7 separate regions of the Mus musculus genome follow, and all the other regions are linked to region 1. Evidence: chromatin contacts called from public promoter capture Hi-C data. All regions are on one chromosome and are shown on one strand. Each heading gives the region's core, a stretch centred on a gene start, on an enhancer-like site or on the middle of the called end of the contact. The rest is flanking DNA. Distances are from core to core; before and after follow the strand shown. Region 1 holds the start of Osgepl1 (O-sialoglycoprotein endopeptidase-like 1). Region 2 holds the start of Pgap1 (post-GPI attachment to proteins 1). Region 3 holds the start of Mars2 (methionine-tRNA synthetase 2 (mitochondrial)). Region 4 holds the start of Nabp1 (nucleic acid binding protein 1). Region 5 overlaps Stat1 (signal transducer and activator of transcription 1). Region 6 holds the start of Mob4 (MOB family member 4, phocein). Region 7 holds the start of Stat1 (signal transducer and activator of transcription 1).

Evidence for each region. Promoter capture Hi-C pulls out the DNA fragments that hold promoters and counts their contacts. Capture Hi-C pulls out chosen DNA fragments and counts their contacts.
Region 2: a promoter capture Hi-C map of pre-B cells shows a contact between it and region 1, with 2.6 times the contacts expected there. The contact joins the promoter of Pgap1 here to the promoter of Osgepl1 in region 1. A contact is called at or near these places in 4 of 39 promoter capture datasets (the 3T3-L1 cell line, hippocampal neurons, liver and 1 more) and 1 of 115 datasets of contacts at active chromatin or transcription factors (astrocytes).
Region 3: a contact with region 1 is called in a promoter capture Hi-C map of liver, with 5 times the contacts expected there. The contact joins the promoter of Mars2 here to the promoter of Osgepl1 in region 1. A contact is called at or near these places in 1 of 39 promoter capture datasets (liver) and 1 of 9 other capture datasets (liver).
Region 4: a promoter capture Hi-C map of pre-B cells shows a contact between it and region 1, with 5 times the contacts expected there. The contact joins the promoter of Nabp1 here to the promoter of Osgepl1 in region 1. A contact is called at or near these places in 3 of 39 promoter capture datasets (liver and pre-B cells).
Region 5: a promoter capture Hi-C map of hippocampal neurons shows a contact between it and region 1, with 3 times the contacts expected there. The contact joins the enhancer-like site here to the promoter of Osgepl1 in region 1. A contact is called at or near these places in 3 of 39 promoter capture datasets (hippocampal neurons and liver).
Region 6: a promoter capture Hi-C map of liver shows a contact between it and region 1, with 2.1 times the contacts expected there. The contact joins the promoter of Mob4 here to the promoter of Osgepl1 in region 1. A contact is called at or near these places in 2 of 39 promoter capture datasets (cranial neural crest and liver).
Region 7: a contact with region 1 is called in a promoter capture Hi-C map of liver, with 4 times the contacts expected there. The contact joins the promoter of Stat1 here to the promoter of Osgepl1 in region 1. A contact is called at or near these places in 7 of 39 promoter capture datasets (the C10 cell line, the HPC-7 cell line, erythroid cells and 3 more), 1 of 484 Hi-C or Micro-C datasets (muscle stem cells), 2 of 115 datasets of contacts at active chromatin or transcription factors (stem cell-derived neural progenitor cells and thymic regulatory T cells) and 1 of 9 other capture datasets (liver).

Annotation. Positions count from the first base shown.
Region 1 is chr1:53,311,571-53,315,330 of GRCm38.p6, forward strand. It overlaps Osgepl1 (O-sialoglycoprotein endopeptidase-like 1), which reads left to right and starts at 2,054. Exons shown (of 8, transcript NM_001285839.1): 1 at 2,054-2,288; 2 at 3,286-3,529. The coding sequence starts at 3,309.
Region 2 is chr1:54,556,289-54,559,657 of GRCm38.p6, forward strand. It overlaps Pgap1 (post-GPI attachment to proteins 1), which reads right to left and starts at 1,396. Exons shown (of 27, transcript NM_001163314.2): 1 at 1,146-1,396. The coding sequence starts at 1,292.
Region 3 is chr1:55,235,897-55,239,433 of GRCm38.p6, forward strand. Mars2 (methionine-tRNA synthetase 2 (mitochondrial)) reads left to right here and starts at 1,281. Exons shown (of 1, transcript NM_175439.3): 1 at 1,281-3,537. The coding sequence starts at 1,344. The coding sequence ends at 3,104.
Region 4 is chr1:51,476,519-51,480,063 of GRCm38.p6, forward strand. It overlaps Nabp1 (nucleic acid binding protein 1), which reads right to left and starts at 1,881. Exons shown (of 6, transcript NM_028696.3): 1 at 1,307-1,881; 2 at 960-1,098. The coding sequence starts at 1,397.
Region 5 is chr1:52,149,266-52,152,827 of GRCm38.p6, forward strand. It overlaps Stat1 (signal transducer and activator of transcription 1), which reads left to right. Exons shown (of 25, transcript NM_009283.4): 19 at 1,354-1,403; 20 at 1,973-2,067; 21 at 2,968-3,113. Among named protein-coding and RNA genes, the nearest start is that of Stat1, 32 kb to the left of the region's middle. Within about 2 kb of position 1,581, at least 100 of the 459 cell types and tissues checked have an H3K27ac peak or open chromatin away from gene starts, as enhancers often do. A contact at or near this core is called in hippocampal neurons, where this site is marked.
Region 6 is chr1:55,129,449-55,133,242 of GRCm38.p6, forward strand. Mob4 (MOB family member 4, phocein) reads left to right here and starts at 1,797. Exons shown (of 8, transcript NM_025283.3): 1 at 1,797-1,911. The coding sequence starts at 1,852.
Region 7 is chr1:52,118,125-52,121,757 of GRCm38.p6, forward strand. It overlaps Stat1 (signal transducer and activator of transcription 1), which reads left to right and starts at 1,314. Exons shown (of 25, transcript NM_009283.4): 1 at 1,314-1,499; 2 at 1,788-1,948.

The sequences.
Region 1 (3,760 bases), core at 804-3,303:
CAGCTACTAAATTTTACTTTGGGGAAGATGACTTTTGGAGATCAATGGTAGTGAAGAGTATAAACAACAAGGGTTCTTCAGACCATGTATTCTCTCTTGGTTCTCTCTATGGTTATCTGCCATAAGAAGATAACCTGAAGGACAAGTTGTAAAGTAAGTATAATACCTCAGCAAACGTAAGAGAAAAATCCTCCAAAAATGAAACCAGACGAACAGTATTTCCTATAGTACAAGGATTTTTCTCACATCAAAGATGGAATTGCTTAGTAAAGAAGACTGGAAAGGAGAAAGGCAGCTGGCCATAGAATGCATGACTGATTTGAGGCTGGTGTGTGACTCAAGTGGGAAGCAATTCCTCAAGCTTGAAATATTAGCCATTAAGAGCACTGAGTTTATATCTACTGCTTTCATATAATATTCATTTGATCTTCATTGTGGTTTATTGAAAACAAAGATGAGAGACCAGCAGACTCACTATCCTAGCTCCAACATTATTACATTTTTTCACAAGTTAATAAACTAACAAGTTCTGATGACTTTTAAATGGTTTTCTAGCAATTTGTGATGTGTGACTCAGTAATCTAGAGTCCAGTCACTTCCAAGCCAAAGCCTGGAGAGGAATCAGATGCAGAAACCAAGGAATTAGGTCATGATCTTGCCAGGCTACAGATACAGCCATTCAAACCACTCAGCCTTCTCCAGGTTACTCCACTTTGTGTGCATTTCCAGTTCTCTACCTTTCAATTATCTGCATTGAAGATCGAGGGTTAACCTTAAGTTTTTAGCTCTCACAACTAAGAAAGTACCTGCCATAAAGGAACAGTCTGGATGAATGTGTGATAAAGTCCAGGTAGGCCTACAGGAGTGGGTATTTGTAGTCCCAGTTACTGTGGAGGCTTACAAAAAGAAGTCCGCGAGTTCTGGACAACATTGCAAGAACCTGAATCATAGATTTTTATATTTCATACACATGTACATGCATCTAAGTGGAACACGTAAGGTATAAGTATTGTAAAATTCTTCCTATTAAATTCACCTGAAGGTTACAAATGAGTTTGACTTCTGGTATTTAACCAAACAGGTTCCAGACTCAAGGTTGCCCTGGCCCATTCTGTGTTAGTCAGAGGCACTTAACTCTGTGACTAAATTCATTCAAAATTAGCAGCCCAATTATCTGTAAATGAGGCCACCAAGCACAGTATCTCCTGGATGTGTTCCTGACCCTGCTGGCACAAAATTGTTACTTTATTGTCACAGGTTGAAAAAAGTCTCAATTTTTTTAAAAGTAAGTTCAATATTGTAATTATGAATTTACTAGTACCTTCTCCTAGAGTTTAGTGTAAGTCTGTGAGAAGAGTTACCTGGTGGTGGTGGTGGTGGTTTTTTAACTCATCAAAGCAAAGATCCAAGCCCTTCCCAGCCTTGCATTGTAAAGCCTTTGCTTGCTACAGTTTTAAAGTTTAGGTAGAGAGGAAAGATTTGGAATACATCCATTTGATTGTACTAACAGGTTCACAAACCAGACCAACAAAAACAAAGCAAGATGCAATAATTAGTACATGCTATACAGAAAGTTGAAAGCTGACCTAGTAATCCGGGGCTATAGAATGCCATGGGTGCTTCACTTGGGATGATAAATGCAGCAGTTGTTTAAACTGTACAACCAAATACACTTCACTGAGAATCAAGTGCTGTTTTTGCGGGTGTTCTGACTTCTGATGAAAATACTTTCCCCATGAAAATGGAAGGTTTCTCAGGCCACTACCTTTTAAGTCTGGTGACAGCTTTCCTAAAATAGAATGACAGTAAATCCTACCCTTTTTCTCTTGGTGGCAGCAAAGTTCTAACGGAGGGCAGAACCCTTTCCTTAAATGCGGCATAGTGTGGGCACAGTGAGATCTACTGAATCTGGACACCTTTTCATGAGTCGCTATCAGCGTGACTTAGTAAAAGACCTGGTATTCACAAACCTGGCAGGAACGCCTGGGGCTATAAGAAGTTATTAAGCATTTCTTTACTAAGACAAGAGAAGGACCGCCGGCCCAAGGGCGGTGACGTCACTTCCGGGCGCCTGCGTAGTGCGGGCGCCCGCAGTTTCCTAAGGGGAATGGAGACTGCTCCCGCGCACGTCTTTCCTGTCCCAAGCTTTTGCTCACCACCAACAGAGACTCCGTTGCTTTCCAGCAACAGATTCCAGCTGTGTTGTCCAAAACTAATTCTTCTGGAGAGGCTGTGGGAGCTCACGACTGAAATCTGCGCGTAGTTTACTCTCAGCCCAGTCACTGCAGGTCTGCTTTCCCAGTTGACGCGTTCACTGTATTTCTAACCCCAGTTTTGCTCATTCCACACGTCTTGCAGTGTGGGAATACTAGAGTGTTTATGTTTAGTGATGGATGGATTGCTACCTTTTGGGGAGGAGTTGATGTGGGGAGAAGGGTTTAGGAAGAGGTTTGGGTGGTGAACCTATTACAAAAAGTGGAGATGTGAATCCGAAGATTGGATAAGTGTTTACGGTTGTCTTTGCAGAGATGCCGGGGGTTTTTGCTTGTTTTTTACAATGAACTTTATGAGAGGGCTTGCTTCCAAAATACAAAATTAAATCCTGATTAGTGAGCATAATATTTTAATAAACTGTCCAAATGCAGTACACTATTTTCTGGGGGAGAGGGGAGTCAATAAATGGGAGGCCTTTATTTTTGATTTGTTCTATTTGCCTTTAATTTTTAACATCACTTTAAGTAGTACTGTCCACATAACTATTATACTATAACATTAACTGTTGTATAAAGTGCGTGTTGAGCATGGTTTACCCAAAATGCCTGGACCAGAAGTGTTCCAAATTTCAAAAAAAAATTTTTTTTAATTTTGCGATGTGCCATATTCGTGACCAATTTGAGGATGAAACCCAGGTATAGATGTGAAATTCGTGTTTCATTTGCATCCTGTAAACACAGCTAAGGCAATTTTATACAATAATATTTTTAGTACTTTTTGTGTTTCCACTAACAACTCAGGTGGTAGCGTGCTTTAGAGCTTCTTTCACTTTGGGGGTGCTCAACTTGATACATTATAATCATTTTATATGCTTCTCATTTTTCTCTTGCAAAATTTGATTTATTCCTATCTAGTGATTTCTAGGACCTCTAAAAGATTTTGATAATGTTTTTACAAATGTTCTTAAAATTTTGAAGTCTGCATACTTAAAAAATAAGATAACATTCATTATTTTGTTTAAATAAATGAATTCATTGCAAATGACATAATATTTCTGTAACTCTTTTCTAGGAAGTATTTGTAGAGTAACAAATATGCTAATGTTAAGAAGGACAGCAGGAGCTATTCCCAAGCCCCCAAAGAGTAAAGTTTATGGATTTTTAAGAAGATTTAGTGTTCATCCCAGAACTCTCTCTTGTCATAAACTGGTCCTGGGAATTGAAACCAGCTGTGATGACACAGGAGCGGCTGTGGTGGATGAAACTGGGAATGTGCTGGGGGAAGCACTGCACTCCCAAACTCAGGTTCATCTGAAGTAAGTAGCAAAGGTTTGGGTCATTTTCTGCCTTTTTAAAGAAAAATGTCACCACTCTTTTCCATTTATCATGTATAAAAGTCAAAATTTAATAGTTAAATTCTTTTCTATTGTATAAGACCACTAAGTACCACGATAAATAGCTATGCCTTATGGTACACACCTTTAATACCAGCACTGCAGAGGTAGGCAGATGTTCCAGGCCAGCCAGTGCCACTCAGTGAGACTTGT
Region 2 (3,369 bases), core at 146-2,645, 1.2 Mb after region 1:
CTTGTTAAAAATCTCCAAAAGCATCTGAAATGCAGTGTTCACTTTCCCTCATAACCACTGATGCAAAATCAAGGTAGGAACTCATCTACTAGAAAATATCCATGGGAAAGGATGCTTGCTCCTCAGCAACTTAAACTTCAGTTTTTAAATGTAAATAAGAGAGCATCAAACAGGCTCCCTCTATAAGGACCTGTACACAGACTCAATCCTGATTTTCATTCTTTATCGACAGAAAAAAAAATCTGCTATGATCCTAAAAGTATACTAAGAATGCACCTTATCAAAATGTATTATGCATATTTTATAGGAGTTATTATAATAGATATTCCAAAATTTAGATTCATTTAGAAATCTCAAGAAAAATATCACCAAAGGGAATTTCTCCTGACAGCTGTGTAATTTGTTATCATCTCTTTCTACTGCTGGTCATGAATGAAATTTTAGATTCTACTACGCGGAACAAATGAAGCAATTAATGAAAGCATTCAAATTAGAACAGAGGAGGTGGGGGGGGGCGATGAAAGAGGAGGCAGATCCTGTTAAACCCAGTGAGAAGACAAAATAACACCAGAATGTACATGCAACCGATTATAACAGATATCGTAATCGATTATGCAGGTCACTGACTGTTCAGAGGCATGCGAAAACACAGGTACGCACACTCACACACCCACGGACTCAAAACCTACAGAACAGGTGGATCGGCAAAATTCTCCACCGGAGGAAAACTAGATAGTTTTCAGTTTAATTATTAATCAGGCCAGTCTGTCACTTCACCCAGAGGTAAAACCTCAGAGCCTCTTTTTTAAATCAGCTTTGGCAACTCTGCAAGACGCTGCTTCTTTCCAGAAAAGCGAAATCTGACGCACGCCCATCACTGGGCGCGAAGAGAAATCATCTCCTTGCAAGCAAAGGAGGGTCCGGGAAGTATAAGGATTGGGGAGAGGGACCAGAGCTGGCTCTCTGGCGGTCAGAAGTCGGGGTCCGGAGTCTGGGTGGGGGACGAGGGGTCGCGGAGGCGAGGATGCCCTGCCCAGCACGAAGCAGGAGACTTCGAGTGCCAGGAGAGCTCCGAGTCGGAGCGTTCCATCTGAGCCCGAGAGAAGCCCGGGAGGTGTGGGCGCGCAGGTAAGGGAGGGCCGTACCTGGTACTCGGGGTACTCGAACATGTAGCTCATGCTGCACTTGTTTTCCTCGAAGCCGAAGAAGACATCCCACAGCCCCAGGGTCGCCAGAAACACCATGAAGACATAGAACGCCAGATTCCAGAGGTTGACTGAGTGGAGAAACATGGTGCAGACGAGCGCCTCTACACCAGGAGAAGCTCGGCAGCCTAGACAGAGCGAGGGAAAGACTCCGGTGCCAAGCCGTGCCCAGCTGAGCAGCGCGCGCCTGCGCGGAGCCCGCCAGCACCCCCTCCCCTTCGCCTGCCGCTCAGCGCGCCTGCGCAACTGCGAGCAGCCGGCCCGCGGTGCCGCCCACGGAGGAGGGGGCTGTGGGCGTTTGCAGCGTGAGCGAGATTGTGTGCCTAAAAAATGGAATGAGAAAGCGGAGTGGGCTGGGCTGGAGGGCATGGAGAGAAAAGGGAGGGGGCGAGAGGGGCGGGGGGACGGGGAGTGGAGGAAGAAAGGGAGAGGGGGATGGGAGCGCGGGATCCCAGAGGCAGGAGAGGGAATGGCCGGGTGGGTACCGCAGGAATTGGCCAGGGGCAAGGATAACGCCCTAGAGTCCAGAGACTGTTAGAGATTCAGAGCTAACTGGCCAAGAGAGGCGGCACATCAAAGGCGTGTCAGGTGGCTGTCACGCACACCTTCCCCTGCAACAGTTTCAAACCCCATCCTGTTCAATTTTGAACCATCTCGGGCCTCCGCAATTTCGCTTCAAGGACCAACTAGCTTGATTCCAGAAGAGACAAATGGCTTTCCCCCTTCCTCTTAGACCACCGACTTGGGCCCTGTAGGTAGTAACAACACCTGCTCATTGAAACAAAACACACGACAGTCAAAGGAAATCCTGTTCTTGGTGGAAGCCTTAATCAGACGAAGTCTAAAAAAAAAAAAAACAATATAAAAATACCTACCAACATGATGTTCCCAGTTGGTACCTGCAGGACCAGGTCGGCACTGACTTGAGGTGCTCTCCAAGTCCCCCATGTCTCTGGGGACTGGTTCCACAATGACGTTAGAAGAGAATTTTGCTCAAGCTTCCACTCTTTCTCATAACTTAGTTCATTTTGAAGAATTTCCATTTGTCTTTACACAAAGGAAGGGGTTTTAAAAAAGCAAATTAAACCCATTGATAATACTTGTAACAGCTTCGAAACGCTGAAATGTTATGAGGTGTCAGCCCTTAAAGCTAACCAGACAGCAGATGAGTTTTGTGTGTGTGTGTGTGTGTGTGTGTGTGTGTGCGTGTGTGTGTGCACGTGCGTGCGTGCTGCTAACTTCAGAATTTTACTTAGAATGATCTTTGGCACTGACTCAATTTTATTTTATTAGATTAATTTTCTAGCAAATATTTTGAGGAAAGCTGGATAGGATGCATGAAATCAAAGAATTTCAAGACCGAAAAGGAAGCTAATTGTTTATCTTATACAAAACCCTGCTATTCACATCAAGAAGCTACAATCCAAAGGTAAAAGGGTAACAATTTTTTTAACCCTAGACAGAAACACTTGGATATCTAAGCAAATACACCTAGCTACAAGATACGGACTATTTGTAAAGAGAGGACTGGGAAAATGGACTGGTGAGCTGCTTTGAGGTATGGAGGTAGATTTGGAAGGGCCAGGAAAGTCTGGGTAATACTGAGTAGCAGGGCAATAGTTAGCTAATAAGCATTTAAGGCATACCATGTATGTTTTGGATGTTGTGGTGTGCCCCTTGGTATAGGAGTTATTTGTCCTATGCTGTGATGATACCCTGGGACAAACAACTTAAGGAAAGGTTTGTTTTGGCTCACAATTCCAACATATCGTCCATTGTGGCAGGGTATTTATGGCAGCAGAGCCTGAGGCAGCAGGTCAGTTTTCAGCTGTAGACAGGAAGCAAAGAGAGGTGCATGTTAGGGCTCAGCTCCCTCTTTCCATTTTTATCTGGTTTGGAAGTTAGGGTGAGTTTTTTTTCTATTTTAGTTAACTTAATCTAGAAAATCACTCCCAGACATGTCTCCAGATTTGTCTCCAAGGTCTTTGTAAATCCCATTCAGTTGACAAAATTAACCTTCTTCACAACTCTACCCCTTGTCAACCTGACAGTCAGTGTTACTATTAAACAATTACCTTCTAGGATCCTAGCCATCTCATGATACAGATACATTTAGTACAACTTCAAAAGTCCCCATAATCTTTGACAATCCCAATGCTAGTGA
Region 3 (3,537 bases), core at 31-2,530, 1.9 Mb after region 1:
GCACCTGGGATGCAGAGGCAGGCAGATTTCTGAGTTCAAGGCCAACCTGGTCTACACAGTGAGTTTCAGGACAGCCAGGGCTAGACAGAGAAACCCTGTCTCAAAACAAAAAAAAACCCCAAAAAAAACCCAAAAAAATAAAACACAAACAAACAAACAAAAAACTCAACAAAACAAAAAAAAACCCAAACAAACCAAAAACAAAAACCAAACCCTCAGGGCACTATTACTCTTGGAAGAGAGGGAAGGACACAGCGCACAGATCTCAACTGCAGCTCATCTCTAACTTAAACACTAATGTGCACCACAGTCCATTGGTGAGCTAAGTAAAGCTTAGATTGCTGGTCTGAGATCCCAGTTTCTGCCTCAGCAGGTAGGGAATGGGCCTCAGATGTCTAAGTTCCTGGTGTGTCTCATGCTGCTTTGGGGACCATTCTTTGAGAATCACTAACAGTACTTAGGTTGGGTGAGGGTTTATAGGTGTTCCAATCTCATTTTAGTATGTGCATATATACACTGTTTAAATTAAATGGGGGTGGGGAGGCCAGTTGTGGATGAGAAAATATGCAGTGAGCCAAGGATTAATAATAAAAATTTGGGATTTTAAAATTCTCTCCTGCTAAAAATTAGGATTTCATTCTCAAAGCTCAGTCTTGGAAGAATTTCAAGACTATTAGAGGAGAAAATTGTGACTTGTTTTGTACAATAAAGCTGAAAGTTAATGTTTCCTTATCTGCACACCTGTGACTCCGCACTCCAGTCCCTGGATGAGTTCTCAAATCAATCCTTAAGGCTCAGCAACATGTTCAGACACGTCATTTCCTTTTCTGCCAGTGCTTATCGTTCCTTAAAGCGCTTTGTGAAATTATTTTCCTTTCTTTCAGATTTATTTAGATTCTGAGACAAACCTTAAATGGTTTTTCTATGTTGACTAGAGGATACCAAGAGGCCGGATTTGTGCCCTGCTTTGACAGTTAATGAGTTTGGAAAATACCTCAATATAAAAATCTTGCCAACAAGTTCAGTCCAGAACCGATCAGTTCAGTTCAGATCCAGAACAGATCTCAAAGAGTAAAACTGCACAACACCCGGGATACGCTCTTCTTTCCCCAACTGCCCTGACACGGAACCCACTAGCCGACTACTCAAAAACTCCCGCCGGCCACCCGCCCCTGCGCGCTGCAGGAAACCGGTGGAGGCGGGGGAGTTGCGGGCGGGGCCGCAGGAGTCAACGCTTGCCGTTCATTGGCTTCCGCGCCGGAAGCGGCGGTACCGTCCAGCTGCGCACGCGCCCTTTCCCGTGCTCGGGAACACCGCCTCCAGTGCTGGGGCCGGCTGTCACCATGCTGCGGCAGTGTGCTCGCTGGGTGTTGACGCGCACCCGGTTCGGCCGCGGCTGTCGCCGCTACGGTTCGTGCTCGCCGAGCGCTAGTGGCGACGCCGGGGAAGCGCGGGCCTACTTCACCACACCTATCTTCTACGTGAACGCCGCGCCGCACATCGGGCACCTGTACTCGGCGCTACTGGCCGACGCCCTGTGCCGCCACCGTCGTCTCCGAGTTCCCGGCTCTGCGTCCACGCGGTTTTCCACCGGCACGGATGAGCACGGCCTGAAGATCCAGCAGGCGGCAGCCACCGCCGGCTTGGCCCCGATCGAGCTGTGCGATCGAGTGTCTGCCCAGTTTTTGCAGCTTTTCCGGGAGGCTGACATCTCTTCCACGGACTTCATCCGCACCACGGAGGCTCGGCACCGAGTAGCGGTGCAGCATTTCTGGGGTGTGCTGGAGGCCCGGGGTCTGCTTTACAAAGGGATCTATGAAGGGTGGTATTGTGCCTCGGATGAGTGCTTCTTGCCGGAGGCCAAGGTTACTCGGCAGGTGGGTCCGTCCGGGGATCCCTGTCCCGTGTCTCTCGAGAGCGGACATCCTGTCTCCTGGACGAAGGAAGAAAATTACATTTTCAAGCTTTCTCAGTTTCGAGAACCACTCCAGCGGTGGCTTGGAAACAATCCTCAGGCAATCACACCGGAACCGTTCCACCAGGCAGTTCTTCAGTGGCTGGAGGAGGAGCTGCCCGACTTGTCCGTTTCTCGAAGGAGTAGCCATCTGCACTGGGGCATACCAGTTCCCGGGGACGACTCGCAGACCATCTACGTGTGGCTGGATGCCCTGGTCAACTACCTCACTGTAGTTGGCTACCCAGATGCAGATTTCAAGTCTTGGTGGCCAGCCACCTCTCATATCATAGGTAAGGACATTCTCAAATTTCATGCTATTTATTGGCCTGCCCTTCTCCTAGGGGCAGGATTGAGGCCACCACATCGCATCTATGTCCACTCGCACTGGACGGTGAGTGGCCAAAAAATGTCCAAAAGCTTGGGCAACGTGGTGGATCCCAGGACTTGCCTTGATCGCTATACTGTGGATGGCTTTCGCTACTTTCTCCTTCGGCAGGGCGTTCCCAATTGGGACTGCGATTACTATGATGAAAAGGTGGTTAAATTGCTGGACTCCGAGCTGGCAGATGCCTTAGGAGGGCTTTTAAACCGGTGCACTGCCTACAGAATAAATCCTTCTGGAACCTACCCATCTTTCTGTGCTGCCTGTTTCCCCAGTGAGCCAGGGTTAACGGGGCCGTCAGTTCGTGTGCAGGCAGAAGACTATGCGCTTGTAACTGCAGTGGCCACTTTACCCAAACTGGTAGCGGGCTATTATAATGACTTTCAGATCTATAAGGCTCTGGAGGCGGTATCCAGCTGTGTTCGGCAAACTAATGGTTTCGTCCAAAGGCACGCACCATGGAAATTGAACTGGGAGAGCCCTGAGGATGCTCCCTGGCTGGGTACCGTGCTTCACGTAGCCTTGGAGTGCTTGCGAGTGTTTGGAACTTTGCTTCAGCCTGTTACTCCAAACTTAGCAGATAAACTGCTGTCAAGACTGGGAGTCTCTACCACAGAGAGAGGCCTTGGAGAGCTCTACTTCCTACCTCGATTCTATGGACACCCATGCCCCTTTGAGGGGAGAAAGTTGGGACCTGACACTGGGCTTTTGTTTCCTAGACTGGACCAATCTAGGACTCGGCTAGTGAAAGCCCACAGGACCTAGGAACTCAGCTCTTACTGACTGGTAGTAAAAGATCAAATGTATTCTTTTTGCGTTTTTAAGTAAAGTCATGCTTAAAGAGTATGTATCAAATGAGCACATAAACTATGTCCTTATGAACAGAACGATTCAGGTCTCTCTAACCCAGTCCTTTTCATTTCTCAGTGCCATTAATCACTGTTCTTGCTCACCAATGTCTCCAAGAGAAGGATGGAAGATGCTGACACTTCCTTCTCATTGCACCTTCTCCCAACCCAGGGTCAGGGCTTCTGCTCCCCAGGCTAATTTAACACAGCCCCTTCTTCAACTAAATCTAGGGTTGGAAGTCCCTGCTCTGTTTTTACATGTCAGCCCTACTTTGTTAAACAGAGTCTCCTGTTAAAGAGGTTTTTTTTTTTTTGAACTTTAGGAACTAGTGTCCTAGACTTTTACCCAT
Region 4 (3,545 bases), core at 631-3,130, 1.8 Mb before region 1:
ATTTAGTGTCACAATGACTCAATGTCTGAGAATAAGATGCCTAAATTCTGACTCTCACTTCCTGCTTTGATGATACCTTACCTCACTTCCTGAAAATGTTGTAAGGCCTGTGAGATAGGATCAAAGAACTCCTGCCCAAAGACTCAATACTTCTACCATTCTCTTAGCTCAGCAGCAATTGTCAACTATTTTTCTGATGGCTACCAATAAAATTATTACAATTCTCCCAATCACAGAAGCTTCCATATTCTACTTTTAAGATTCTTTCCTGAACTTTTCTTAAGGCCAACATTTGGTAAGATTTTCAAGTCTATGAAAAAAAGTATTCCAACTCCATAACCAACTAAATACTCTGAATGAATCAAAGATTAACTTCTGCCACTGTGTATTATTTTGGGTTTTGTGAAACTCTGATCTTACAGATGAAATCATTTTCAAGAATGAGTATTCCAGATATTCATTCATGTCCATATCACAACGATGAGTATTGAGTACAAAAAAAGGTACCAAAAAAGGAAAGGGGTGGAAGACATTATACTTCATACACGAACTGATTAAAAAGGAAATGTGTCCAACTGGTGTGGCACACAGAACTGATTTCCAGGTATATCTCTGTGAGTTCGAGGACAGACTAGTCTATAGAATTGTTCCAGGACAACCAGGGCTACACAGAAAAACCCAGTCTCCAAGAAAGGGTGGAAAGGGTAATGTGATCTTTTATCAGCCTCACTGATAAATGCTCACTGACTTCCACACGGTATTCTCAAAAATAAAATTAACCTTTAAAATTGGAGGGGAGTTAAATCCCTACCTAAAACAAATTAGCTGTGAAGGTGAGCTGCTCCCAGTGAGGTCCACTAAAACAGCTCCCTTCTTGAAGTGGCCCATGGAAGAGCCAAACAACTTCAGAACCCCGAAGTCGGCCAAACCCACACCTACCCCAATTTATGCACACCTACCCTCTGGTCAACCGAATAATATCCCCTGTCTGTATGAGCCCTCCGATCTCATCCCACACAGAAATAGTGATGCTTCCCGTTCTATCAGCTACTTTGCAGGATCTCACTTCATGGCCGTCTTTGGTTTTGGTCACTCGTCCTGTGAAGATTTAAAAATCAAAAAGGGGAGAAGGAAAGGTGTGTTAGATAAGGAGTTCATTCGAGGGAGCTCTTTCACCCTCCTCTGGCTCGCTACGTGACTGACTTCTGTCCCCGGGTAGGATTCTGGGCCAGGAGCACGTGGGGTCGCGGGCGGGGAAGAGGTCCGAGCTCTCGAGGGTGTGGGGCGGGCTGCGGACCTCACTTACCTATCTCCAGGACAATAAAGACGACATTTAAGTTTTTCAGTCCGGCCTTAATGTCTTTTATAAAAAGTGGAGGGTCGTTGACCCCGTGCATACTGAGGCAGGTGCGGCTACGCTTCAGAGACCCACTAGGCAAGGCTTCCCACCCTCGGGGAGGGGCAGGGGCAGAGCCGGGGAGCAACCTGGGGCAAGATTGGCGACCGGGGTCAGGAAGCGGTAATTCAGGGGCCGGGTAAACCAGCCCTAGAGGCACGGAGCCAAAAGAAAATAAAAATGGAAAAGGGAGGGGAAAAAGACTCTCACAAGTTCAAAAAAAACAAAAAACCAAAAAACAAAACCGAAGACGCACTCCGCACCCTGAGCCCGCTCCCAAGTGGGCGGCGAGCAAACCAGCGTGCGCACTGCCGCCTCCGCTAAGGGAAAAGGGATCAGGAGACGGCCCTGCCCGAGTCCCGCTGTCCCTCACACAACACACGCACACGCGCGCGCCCCCTCCGTCCCAGGCTCAGGGAAGGTACGTGACAGCAAAACGGCAAGGCTGTTCACCAACCGCGCAGCCCGCGTCCCAAGCAGCAACTGGCGAACGCTCCCTCAGGCCGGCTTTATTAAGCCGCGCCCCGCCCCTTGTGGCGTCACGCGACGTCACCACGCCCACTAGCACGCCTCTGGGGCGGAACACAGCGCCACTGAGCTCGCAGCTTCCCTGGATCCTCCCCTACTGTCAGCACAAGCACCGCCTCCCGGCCGACCAATGGTCTCTCGGCCACACCCTCCTCCCGCTGGTCGCTCCACGTCTTCCGGGTTTCTGTAGGGCTGGGTCTTTTGGTGCTCCGAGGGAGACCTGGCTTCTTCTAATTCCTCAGGATCCTTCAGTAAGGCCACCTTTGCCCTTCAGTCCCGCGATCACGTGGAACTCAGATGTTCCGAACCCCGTGGTTAGAGCAAGTATGCAGTTGAGAAGGAACGGAGAGAGTGATCGAGCAGGATCAAGGAGAGAGAAAAAAGGGCGAACTAAAGGTGTCCGAGGCTTCCAAGAGAGTGGTTCCCAGTCGCAGGCAACTTGGCGATCAACCTTCGTACTTTAGAGGTGTTTAAATTGGGATCCAGAAACACGAGGTGGTCTTTTTAAAAGTAACTTGTAAATAAACCTCTTTTCATGCTGATAATAGCCATACATAGTTAAGTTCCACAGATATTTCATTTTTTCCTTAACCCTTTTCTTTAAATTGCACTTGGCTTTTATATAACTAAGATGAGTTAACCATACACTGGTGAAGGGGAACCTTAAAACAAAACCTGAAAGGGAGGGTTGTGCTTTGCCACCAAACAAGCTGGAGGCTAATTGTGTGACCTTGAAATTAGTTGGTTAAGCTTCCTAGCCAGAATTTAACAATCTGAACAATAAAACTAGGATCCTTGCCTCATAGAGGATAAAATGGGGTCATAAATAAATTGCCCAAGTACAGTCGCAAATAGATCTGTGATCAGTATTTCTTTTCATCAATTTTCTATTGAAAATAATTACCTGTTATTTAATCTCATGGTGAGTGATAATTTTAACCCCCGTTTACAAGTAATAAAACTCACTAGAGAATAACCAAACTGGATTTCAATTTAGGCAATCTTGACCCTAGGAGGCTTCAACCAGAAGTATTTTATGTTTAAGTAGTATGATTGTAACCCTCCAAAACAGATTGAAGAAATGGGAACAGCAGAGTATATTCTAGCATGTTAGAGAATCATATAAGCAAATACTGTGGAAAATAGAAAATGTATATATCAAAAACACACTTCTTTTTCTTTTTAAGGATAATACCGAGAAACAGCATAGAGAAAAGTTTAAGAATAAATAACAAGCCATGTTAAGAACATTGAGCAGCCTAGAGGTGAAGCACACCTTTAATCCCACCATTCAGGAATCTCAGGCAATCTGTGAGTTCAAGGTCAGCCTGAGCTACACAGAAACCTTGCCTTGAAAAACAAACAATATAATAGAGCAAAGTTGTGGCCAGGGATCTGGGTGGGGTGGGGTGGGGTGGGGGACCTAGCCACTCCCTGAATTCTCAACCATTTGCCCTCATAAAAAGGACTAAGAGGGATGCTCAGAATTATTTATATACACATTCCTTAAAGAGGTCCCAAACACTAAGAGACCAGGCCCTGTAGGGGTGTGCCCTAGGTGGGTTCTCGGGGCTGACCAACACTGAGAGGAGAGGTAGACAGACTCATGCACCCTATCCCC
Region 5 (3,562 bases), core at 331-2,830, 1.2 Mb before region 1:
GAGCCTGAAATAAGATATTGATGAGAAAGATGAGCTCTTAACGTCCTTAGAAGTAAAAGAGGAAAGTCCCTTACATAATAAAGTTCTGGGCTTAAAAACCCCAGGATCTTGTGCTGGCTGGGCCCTTGTTGCAGGAGGCAGAGCCACAGTTTTGTCTGATCAGGCATCTGGCCCGTGGCAGACAGTTCTCTCTCAGTGGCTAATGTCAGAAGGCTTATTCATCTTCTACAATGAAAAGTCAAAGCCTCCCTTATCACCGACAACCTGCCAATGAACCGGATATCTGAAGCATGTCTTTAAAATTCCATCAATACCGTTGTCCAGGTTTGCGGTCTGTGTAGCAGGGTGATGCAGACGGTAGTCGAAGTGGGTCTTTCTTAACTGAATGTCCCTGGAAGGGTCTTCACTCACTTGTGCACATTAACAAGGGTCTCAGACCTTGTTCTGTATTCCACATTTGGTGAGATACAAGGATTTTTTTTTCCCTGCTTGTTGTAGCGTATCAGTGGTTTCCCTTAAACAAAGTAGTGGACTTAACACAGCTCAGACCACATGCTGCATTAATTCATATGGCTAATTATATTTATGGCTTGTATCAGTTTGAACAACTGTCCAATTTGTGAGAAGGCTGAGGGATATATCTAAGTACAGTGAGCTTATAAAATCCACCGGAGATCTCGGCCTTATTTGGAACTGCACATTTGTTCTGCAGGGCTTTTGGTGGGGAGGGACTTCATGTAGGCAGAGGAACAGCGGGAAGTGGTGCTGGGTAGAGACAAGGGTGGCTTCTCCACAGAGCCTTCAGGGAGACAGGGGTCATGCCAAAGTCAGATCAGCCTGGAAGGGCGTGTCCTGGGGTGGGGTTTATAGAGCTCTGCCTGCTCTCTGGGAAAGGAGCTAAGAGGCACCAGATGGCTGGCTTGATGTCAGCTTCCTCTGCGCTTTCATAATCCGATCTCAGTAATCCTCCATGCATTCCTTCATGCTGTTGGAATCAAACCAACAGACAGCAGCATGGTGGTGCGCATCTGTCATCTCAGGCTGGCGGAGTCGGAGGCAAGGATGGGAAGCAAGGAGTTTGAGGCCTGACTGAGCTACACGGGGAGACCCTGCCTATAAATAAAGGGGGTGAAACAAAGCCACCATTCGTAGGTTTTAAACTGCTTGTTGGTCCTTTCAGCCTGTGTAACTAGAGGCCCATTTCAAGTTAATATACGAGAGAATATCACCTCTGCTGTAGTCACCCTTTGCAATAGATACAAGAGCTCTCAGTCCAACTAGAGCAGCAGATCAATTTCTGTTTGGTAAAAAGGCGATTTTTGTTTGTTTGTTCGTTTTTGTGTTTGTTTCTAGGCCCTAATGCTGGCCCTGATGGTCTTATTCCATGGACAAGGTTTTGTAAGGTGGGTCCTCCCTGGGTTGTTTGCTTACTCTGGCATGTTCATGTGTCCCCCTCACACCCACTAGGACAAGTTGTTTACCTTCCTACAGGGCAGGAGGTTGGTCTGCAAGCAGAGACCGACCGAGACCAGCCGGCAGGAAGCACCTGCCTGAGTGATAACACTCTCCCACATCCCTCGCCCCAGCCTCTTAATCAGCAGGGCTCTGGCTAAGGCCGTGGGAACCGTGCACGGAGCAGTTGTGCAGAGCTACCCCAGCTCGAGGGCACCTGCACAGGGTGGTGAGACCCTGCACGGTTCGCCAGCAGGAGCTGAGCTGCTCATGCTGGCTTCTGCTACAGTGAGCACACTCTTGTTTTCCAGTCATCTGGGAAGTCACCTTTGCCGGGTGCTGCTCTTGGGAAAGGGAGCCAAGGAGGGAGAAGCTCTAGCAAGTCAGAAAGAGGCAGGGGGAGCCAGCCAGGCATTTCCACTCAGGAACGACTGCCCCTCTTGCTTGATCTGGGGTCTCTTTGGAGGGGCAGGGCAAAGCAGTGCTTTGGTTAACCAATTGTGCATTTGTATACTTGCAGGAAAATATTAATGATAAAAATTTCTCCTTCTGGCCTTGGATTGACACCATCCTAGAGCTCATTAAGAAGCACCTGCTGTGCCTCTGGAATGATGGGTAAGCGTCCCTGAGCGCTCCGAAGGCTGGGACAGAGTGCCGGCCGGCCTTCAGGATTTGGCAGGGGTTTTGCTCAGAGATGCACACTTACCTGGTATAAGGCTCCTTGAAAGGACACCCTCAGGAGATTAAGCATGTCTTAGGATATCTATATTTAGATCTATCTATTTAAAAGCTAAATTAAAAACAAAAACCTCTTAGTGTCATTAATGTATTTATTCATTCTCACAAACATTGTCAGTATTTACTGTACTGCCCTAATAAAGAATCAGAAACCACCAGATGGGGCAGTGCAGATCTTTAACTTCAGCTGAGGCTGAGGCTGAGGCAGGCTGATCTCTGCTCGTAGCACAGCAAGCTCCAGGCAGCCACGGCTGACAGTGAGACTCAGTCTTTTTTGTTAAAAGGAAGGAAGGAAGGAGAGAAGGAGAGGGAAGGGAAGAGAAGGGAAGAAGGAAGGAGACAGAAGGAAAGAGAGAAAGAGAAAAGTGTTTAGCTCATTCAGTCCAGGGATCAACTGATATCTCCGGGGTTCCTGTCAGTTGACCAGCAGTGATGGTGTCTGAAGCGCTGTTACCTGAGGCTGCGTCCCCAGTACAAGATGCATAGGCAGACACTGTCATGCGTGGTGTTTAAAGTCAGCAAGTAACAGCAGACGACGACGCATTGCCTGTTTACCAAGCCACACCCCAGTCGGTGTTCATCCTGATTCCTACTTAGCACATGTATCTATAAGTGAGATGCTCCCTTTAAGTGCCAGTTAAGCATTTTGAAAGCATACATTTTCATAGTATGTTCTCTTGTCAGGCGGCAGCAGGTTTCTTAGACTGTAAGTCAAAATGGAAAATTAAATTCACGAGGGAAACACAAAGCGTCTCCATTCATCTCTTTAATACCCAGGTGCATTATGGGCTTCATCAGCAAGGAGCGAGAACGCGCTCTGCTCAAGGACCAGCAGCCAGGGACGTTCCTGCTTAGATTCAGTGAGAGCTCCCGGGAAGGGGCCATCACATTCACATGGGTGGAACGGTCCCAGAACGGAGGTGGTGAGTGAAGGGTCTCCCTCATGCCGCCCTGCCACACATGTCTGTAATCTGTCGCTGAGGATCAGCCCGTTGGAATAGCTGTGGAAAGGAAGTAGCATATCCTATAATCACACAGCCTGGCTCTCCATAGAGACTTAAAGCAGTGTGAACACTGGCGATAGGCTGCCCGGAAACGTGTTGTGGAAATGATGCATTTCAAAGCAAGGCCAAGTTTTTCCTTTCTCTCAGGGTTACGGCCTGCAGATCAAGGATGTGAATCAATCCTGTCTGCTCCCAGTTGTCGGAAAGAATCACATTTCCCACAGTGTACGACTTCAGACTCGACTCAGCCTAGAATAAAGTGCCCGTGTGAGGACAGGCTTTGTGAGATGCATCCCTGCAGGGACGGCTAGAGTGAGGTGCAAGCAGAGGAGCTGTCCCTTCATCTCTGCCGTATACTAGATTTCTAG
Region 6 (3,794 bases), core at 547-3,046, 1.8 Mb after region 1:
ATTACACTTCTAGGTAACAATTCGTCACTGAGGAAGGGCTGGGCAGGAACTTAAGGTGGGAACCTGGAGGGAAGAACTGAAGCAGAGGCCATGAATGAACAGTGCTTACTGGCCACTGGTCTGTTTCCCAGGGTTTGTCAGTTTGCCCAGGGGTGGTATTACCCACAGTGGGCTGAGCCCCCCACATCAGTAATTAATAATGATAGGGCTCCCTAGGCATATCCATAGGCCAATCTGAATAAGGGAATTCCTCCGTTCATTCTTACTATTGTTGTTGTTTAAGGATAAGGTCTCACTACATACTCCTGGCTGGCCTTGAACTCTCTTTGTAGACCAGGCATACTCTGAACTCACAGAGATCAGCCTGTATCTGCCTCCTGAGTGCTGGGATTAAAGGCGCCACTCTGCCCCGCCGCAGCTCTTATGTTGGAACACTTGGTGTTCAGCTTGAGATTCGATTTGGAGGTTGTGTAATTCTAACCATGGCCCAGCTCTGAGAAGTGGCTCACTTTGGGCGGGTCTTGATGCAGATACCAGCTTCTGCCTCCAGCTTAAGACCTCTGTTTCTGAACCCCATGCTCTTGAAGTTATAAAGAGCACTTACCCAGTGTCCACAACTTCCTCACCAGGTGTCCCATGGTACTATAAACCAAAACAAACTTTTCTTGTTTGGAAAAAAAAAAGATTCTGGTAAAAATGCTGTGTTTTTTTTCTTATTTTGGGAAAGATTGAGAGAAGATTTAAGTCTTGCTCTGTAGCCCTGCCTGGCCTGGAACTCTCTATGTAGCCCATGCTGGCTTTGAATTCTAAACAATTCTTTTAACTGTTTTGCTTATTTACTTGCTTATTTATTTAATGTGTGTAAGCTTTTTACCTGCATGCGCCCAAGGGATTCAGAAAAAGGTGTGGGATCACCTGGGTTGGATTACACATGAACCCCTAAGCCTGGCCGGGCATGCCGTGTACTCCGTTGGTCCCAGCACTCAAAACAAATCTCTTAAATTCAAGGAACATCAGGGAGACGCTGTCTCCAAAAAAAGAAAACACAAAACCAAAACAACAACAAAAGAAAACACACAAAAAACATCACACTTAAAAACACGAGAAACTTGGAATTTTGTTAAGATACAGAATTCATAAAAGCCATCAAGGGCTATTCATTTCCTCCTGCTTCCGACTTGCAAAAATGTGAGTTTATTTTAACTCTAACACACAATAACAGATGTGCGCTTTCTATCTCATGATGGGCATTTTTTTTTTTAATTTAGCATTGAGTCTTTTATCTACGGAAACCAACTTGTCATTGAAAGAGTCCTTGGCTTTTCAGTAAGAGGACCCTAGAAGCAAGATTTATCAGTACCTCCTGTCTTCCCTTTAACCGACCCAGCCAATCTGATTCTAGATTGGGTTAATCCATGAAGATTCTATAAAAATTTACCAGATTATCTGGGGTGGAGAATTATGTTCTCATTTCGCTTTTCTGAGATGGTCACTATTGTGCAAACTGCCCTTCCAGTCTATAGACAGCTGAAGGACAAACACCCACAAGTGACGCAGGCTTGGGTCACCTGCACCACAGACCTTGGAAGCGGCTCTCTACCCCAGCTTCCGGTCGCATCTTCCTTTTCGGCCTCGGCGGAGCTCCGCCGGCTGTTCATTCTGTGCTCCTCCCTCCGCCGGAGCCGCGGGCTCGGCACTCTTCCCATGGTGCTCCGCGCGGGCGGCGGCTGTTCCGCAGGCTGCCGCCCCTCCCCGCCGCCGCAGCGCTGAGCCCCGCCGTGCCCCGCCCCCCGCGCAAGCTGCCGGCCCCCACATCCGGGTACCGACGCCAGCCGCCCAGACTCTGGCACTATGGTCATGGCGGAGGGGACGGCAGTGCTGAGGCGGAACAGGCCAGGCACCAAGGCGCAGGTATCGTCCCTACGGCTTTCCTGTCACAGAGTTGGCGGGGCCGAGCCGGGGCTCTCCTGCTGGCGGGACTCCGTCTAGGAGAGGCCAGGGCGAGCGGGTGGGGGCCGTGGCCGCGGTGGCTGGCCTGCGCTTCCGGAGCCGCGGCCCCGGAGGCAGCCGAGCCGGCGCCGGCCGCCCTGGAGGCCTGCTAGACGCAGGACCCCGCTGTGTTCGCCGAGGCCCGGGGCTGACGCTTGTCACCAGCGGCTGCTGCTGCGCTGCCTGCTGTGAGTGGCAGCTGACGGCGCCCGGGTGTGGGGTGGGCCAGCTGGGGACCAGGGGGCTGTCCCCGCGTCGGGACCGCCGGCGTCGAGGGCTGTAAACACTGCCCACCTCACCGGGAGCAAGCTTGGCCGGTGACGTACCTGCCGGTCGGCTCCATCCAGTTGGTCTAGCCGGATGCAGGTGGCACTAGTTTGCGTTATCCTCCTGTTGTTTGTCTTTGCCACCACTCCCTTCGGCTTCCCTGCAGCTGTTCTCTGGTCCAGCAAGTTTTCGGCACCAGGTTGTGACTTGTTACATGTCATTCCTTGCGTATATTCATGCTAATGCGCGTGGACAATAGTCGGAATGAACTGATTATATACATCAAAATAATAGTAGGGCACTATGGGGAGTAAATTGGTGCTTCTTAGGACTTGCAAACCAGGGATGCTTCACAGTAAAAAAGAACAGAAAAGAACGGAAAAGACCCCCCCCCCAAAAAAAAAAACCACCCACGTTGACATTCAAACTTGATAGGATTAATCAGCCTTTGGAAATGGGTTGAGTCGTTGAGTAGAAGTTCTAAAATCAAAAGAGATATGTTTAAAATGTAATTTTAGCAGGCTGTGTTCTTGTTGCTGCCCAGCCTGCTGCCTCTTACCGTGTACTGAGTAAACTTTTTCTGTTAAAATGTAATTTTTAGGGTCAAGTGGAAATCAAAATACTTAATGCTACTGAGTTTTAGAGAGTTACTGTTTTTCTTTTCTTTCTTTTGTCTTTCTTCTTTCTCTCTTCTCTCTCTTCTCTCTCTCTCTCTCTCTCTCTCTCTCAAGGGTTTCCCTGTGTAGCCTTGACTTTCCTGGAAGTAGCTCTGTAGACTAGGTTGGCCTCGAACTCCGAGATCCACCTGCCTCCCCCATACACACACATCCAATTTAGAGACTTGCTATTTATTATGGATTTTGAAGGTTCTCAAAGTCAGGCTACCCTCGAATTATACTATATAGTTGAAGGTGACCTTGGACTCTGTTTGCCGAAACTCTGGGGGCTAGACTTACAATACATACCACCATTCAGGGCTTATACAGTGTTGGGGAATGACACCTATCAATTGAGCTACATCTCTAGCCCTAGAGAATTGCTTTTGAGTCAAAAACCATTGAGTCATGAGCTGTCAGTTTGCCTTGATTGGGTTGGAAATTTGTATACTATGTATACTTTCTACTATTTAACAACTCTTCTTTCTAAGGGTTCTTGTTTTCAGATAACTATTATTGTGCATAGGCAACATTTTTTCTAATTTTTAAGTGATGGCTTCCTTTAAAAACAATTCTTGGGATTACATCCAGGACTTTTCCTGTGGTAAATTAAGAGTGCACAATTTATTTTAAGCATGTACTCATGGCTCAGCTATATCCTTAGATGAAAAATTTTTAACTTTGAAAAATTGTTCAGACTAAACACTGCAATATGTCCCTTTGCTGTGTTGTTATGAGTAAGTCATGTGCAGACTTTTTCATTTTCCCACTTTATGACAAGGTTAAATAAAATGTAATAGAAGAGAATTAAAAGAAAAAACTGCTTTTTAACCAACCTTTTCTGTTTATCACATAACTTTTTTTCACTAAAATAGGCCTGTT
Region 7 (3,633 bases), core at 64-2,563, 1.2 Mb before region 1:
ATTGAGTTTGGGGAAAGAGTTTTGCTTATTCAAAGAATAAAAATGCTGTACTAAGCAATGAAAACAGAGTAGCACAAGCTGAGATTAAAGAAAGTGATAGGGGAACATGGCTTTAGAGAATATATTGAGAAATTTGAATTGTCTAAGACCAAGCAAGAAAAGCCATCATGAAATTTTTAGATTGGCATGACATGATCAGCATTGCAATTAGATTTAAAAAAAAATCACCCAAATGAGTGTATGGCAGATAAATTAAAAGGGAGTGAAAAGCCAAAGTCAAGCAGTCACCAGAAAAGCCACAGCAATGATCCAGGTAAGAGGACGGGGTGGTGGAAGAGGTAGAAACAGGAGCTAGACCAACCGAGGCTCGAGGACCAAGTGTCCGGGACTAAATGGGCAACGTCTATGGCTTGGCCCTCATCCGTTCCAGACTAAGACGGGGTATGAGGAGGAACCTGTGTTTTGAGTACAGTTGGTTTACAGACTCAGTAGATATCCAAGGACAGGGTAACTGTGACACTTGGAAGAAAGCAGTGGGTGTGTATACATCTAGGAGTGCTCCAGGACATGGAAGTTACAGGGACAGTCATCAAAGGCACAACGGGAGAAGGGTAGATAAGAGACTCACATTCTGGTTTAGTAGTTTAATAATGGAGATGGGGGACAGAGGGATGTCCTGCGAGAAAGGAAGAAGCAAAGAGGTCCTGTCATCATGATGGCTAAGCGGGACAAAAGTTTCGGTAATGGAGGTGTCAATTGTGTAAAGCTTTATTTTTCTTAAACATATTAGTTAGAATTATTTATTTTATTTCATGACATTTTTGTTTTGCTTGCGTGTATGTGTACTTCTTGCAGGCTTGGTTGACGTCAGTGGAGGTCCGAAGAGGGCACTAGACTCCTGGAACTGGAGTTGGGAACCATTACGCAGGCACTGCAAATCCAAGCCCTGTCCTCTGCAAGAGCAAGTTCTCTGTAGCTGCTGAGTTAAAGGCAAGTATTGAATGTTTTCAAATTGGTAAATTAAGCTCCCTGGCTTTAGTAGCGTGAAGGTTAATCTCTAGTCCCCAATTCTGAATCCCGCAGTGATGCGCCTACTTAATGCAGGATCTCCAAGACTGAGCTTGCGCAAGCCTATAGTTTCCAACCTTGTAAACACAACCCCCTGTCTGCGGTTTGCACCGCACAGCGGCGCCCCAAGTTTCGCACGCCGGGTAGGGAGCGCGCGGACCAGGAAGGCCAAGCAGCCGAGGGGGGGGGGACGGTGCGCTGATGGAACAGCCGGCCAATCTCTGCCGCTGATTGGCTGAGGCGGAAGGAGGCGGGACGCCCTCTAGCCTTTTTTCCTGCCCGGTACTTTCGGTTTTCAGCGCCGAGTCTGTCAAAGCTCCCTGGAGACCTCCGGGACCGCGCCCCTCAGACCCACTTGGGACACTGCTGAGCGGCGCAGAGAGATTTGCCCAGACTCGAGCTCCTGCGTGCAGTGAGTGAGTGAGAGCCAGGTGCGGATCCGGGTGCGGGTGCGGGTGGAAGTGGGGCGCCCTCTCCTCGGACCTGGGGTCTGCTGCCCACAGGTGACCTGTCATCCCGCAGAGAGAACGCCAGGAGCCGGATCGCTTGCCCAACTCTTGGCGCTGCTTGGCTCTCTTATCCTGCCGTTCTCACTTCTAGGGTAAAATGACTTGTGCAATAGACATTTCTCCCGGAAGACACTGCACCTTCCCGCTTAACCTTTGCTCGCCTTGCCTCCAGCCCCTTTCCACCACTGTAACATTTTCTTCTTTTTGCAGTCGTTTCAGCTCTGCTCCATACCCTGAGCCGGCGCCACGCCGCCGCGCATGCAACTGGCATATAACTTGCTGTGTGTGGTGATTGCTTGTGTTGAATCCCGAACCTGCACCCGGAGACAGCCCAGTAAGTCTACGTGGGAACGGAAGCATTTGGAATCTCAGTATGTATCAGCCCTTACCGGTTTTCTGAAACTTAAAGGTGGTATTTAGGTTCCGCAGAACCACTAATGGTATAATCACTATCTAAAATACTCCCGAACACTACCTAAAAGTTTAGGGATAGGTGAATGGATGGGTGAAGATTGCTTTTATCTGGCAGGAATGACTTGAGCCCTGATTGATCAATGAGGACTCAGACTTGTAGGTTCATCATGGGGTTTGCCTTTTGCTTTCCTACGCCTTCTGATACATACAAGGTTTCAGCGGAACAAACGGTTCTGTGCTCAGTAACACTTAGGCTATATGCCCGGCGCTGTAGGGTCCAGAGGACGCTGATAGCAAAATATATCCCCTCAGAGGCTCTGATGCGTGCAGACAGCAAGCTTCCTGTGGAAAGTTCATGCGCTAAAAACCGTGCAAATGGCAGCCTGGTACAGGCCAAAGAAAGTTATGTGTGGGAGGGATAGACAGTTTTAGGAAGAAGTACCATCTATACGGAATTCTGCTAGATTGTTGGAAACAATGTGGTCTGTGCAGAACGGGCTAGACCGGGAGGATAGAATGTTTGTTGGAGGCATGAAAACAGGAAAGAGCCAACTCCAGACTCTGAGCCAGGTGTTTAAGGACTGTCTTGCCAGTCTCAGGTTTACAGACATGCCACAGTGGTGGGCTGGAGTCCTTTCCAATGGTATTTGAAATGGCGGCTTGCTTTGTAGTGTAGACATTTCCTTATTATCCTTTGAAGGGGCATTTGTGCAGCAGACATGACTTCATTCCTGCACATGAGTGTTTGAAAACAAGTATTTATCCATACAGTCCCATATGCTCCATCAGAGTACAGACCTTTCCTCAGAGGTCTGGCGCTACTACAGTCTCCCACTCTGAATTGTGGTGGTGCCATTGTGTAGTGGTGTGTATCCCGTTACATGATTGTCACAGGTAACTTGTTTCTATCTCAAGACTTCCTTAATTTAGGGATTGCTATAATTTTTAACCTTTAGGATTACAATATAAAAACTGACTTCATGTTTATCTGACGAGACAAATATTACTTTATTCTTTCAAATGGCATTTGGCAATGCTGTATGAAAAAAAAAGACATTTCTTTTTCTGAGCCAGTGACTCACTGTGTAGCCTCAGAAGCGCTCAGTATTCATCTCAGGCTGACCTTGAACTTGTGGCCTTCTTGCCTCAGCTTTCCCAAGTGCTATGAGTTCAGGTGTGGTCTTGAACATGGCTTACTGCAGGTAGTTCTAGCTGTGCAAGTATGAGAACCTGAATTTGGATCACCAACATTCAAAAGAAAAAAGGCAGGTATAGTGACATGCCTCTGTGACTTCAGTGTTGGGGAGCACAGAGTTTGCTGGCGAGCTTGTCTCAAAAAAATAAACTGGAGAAAAGATTGAGGCTGATATCCTGATACTAACTTTGACCTCGACATGTGTCTGCCTGTACAACAAACATAAAACACATTAAAAAAATCACTATTGAGATTTGGGACTTCTTTGTGCCAGATTTATTGTTTACTGGAGGCACAAAAGAAAAACTATTTCTTTTAAAATGTGTTTAGCAAAAATACTTTATGAATCATAACTATAAAATGTCACCTTAATCGAAAGAGATGGTTCAGTGGGTAGAAGGTCTTGCTGCCACACTGGAGGACTTGATCTTGTTCCTAGGACTCCCA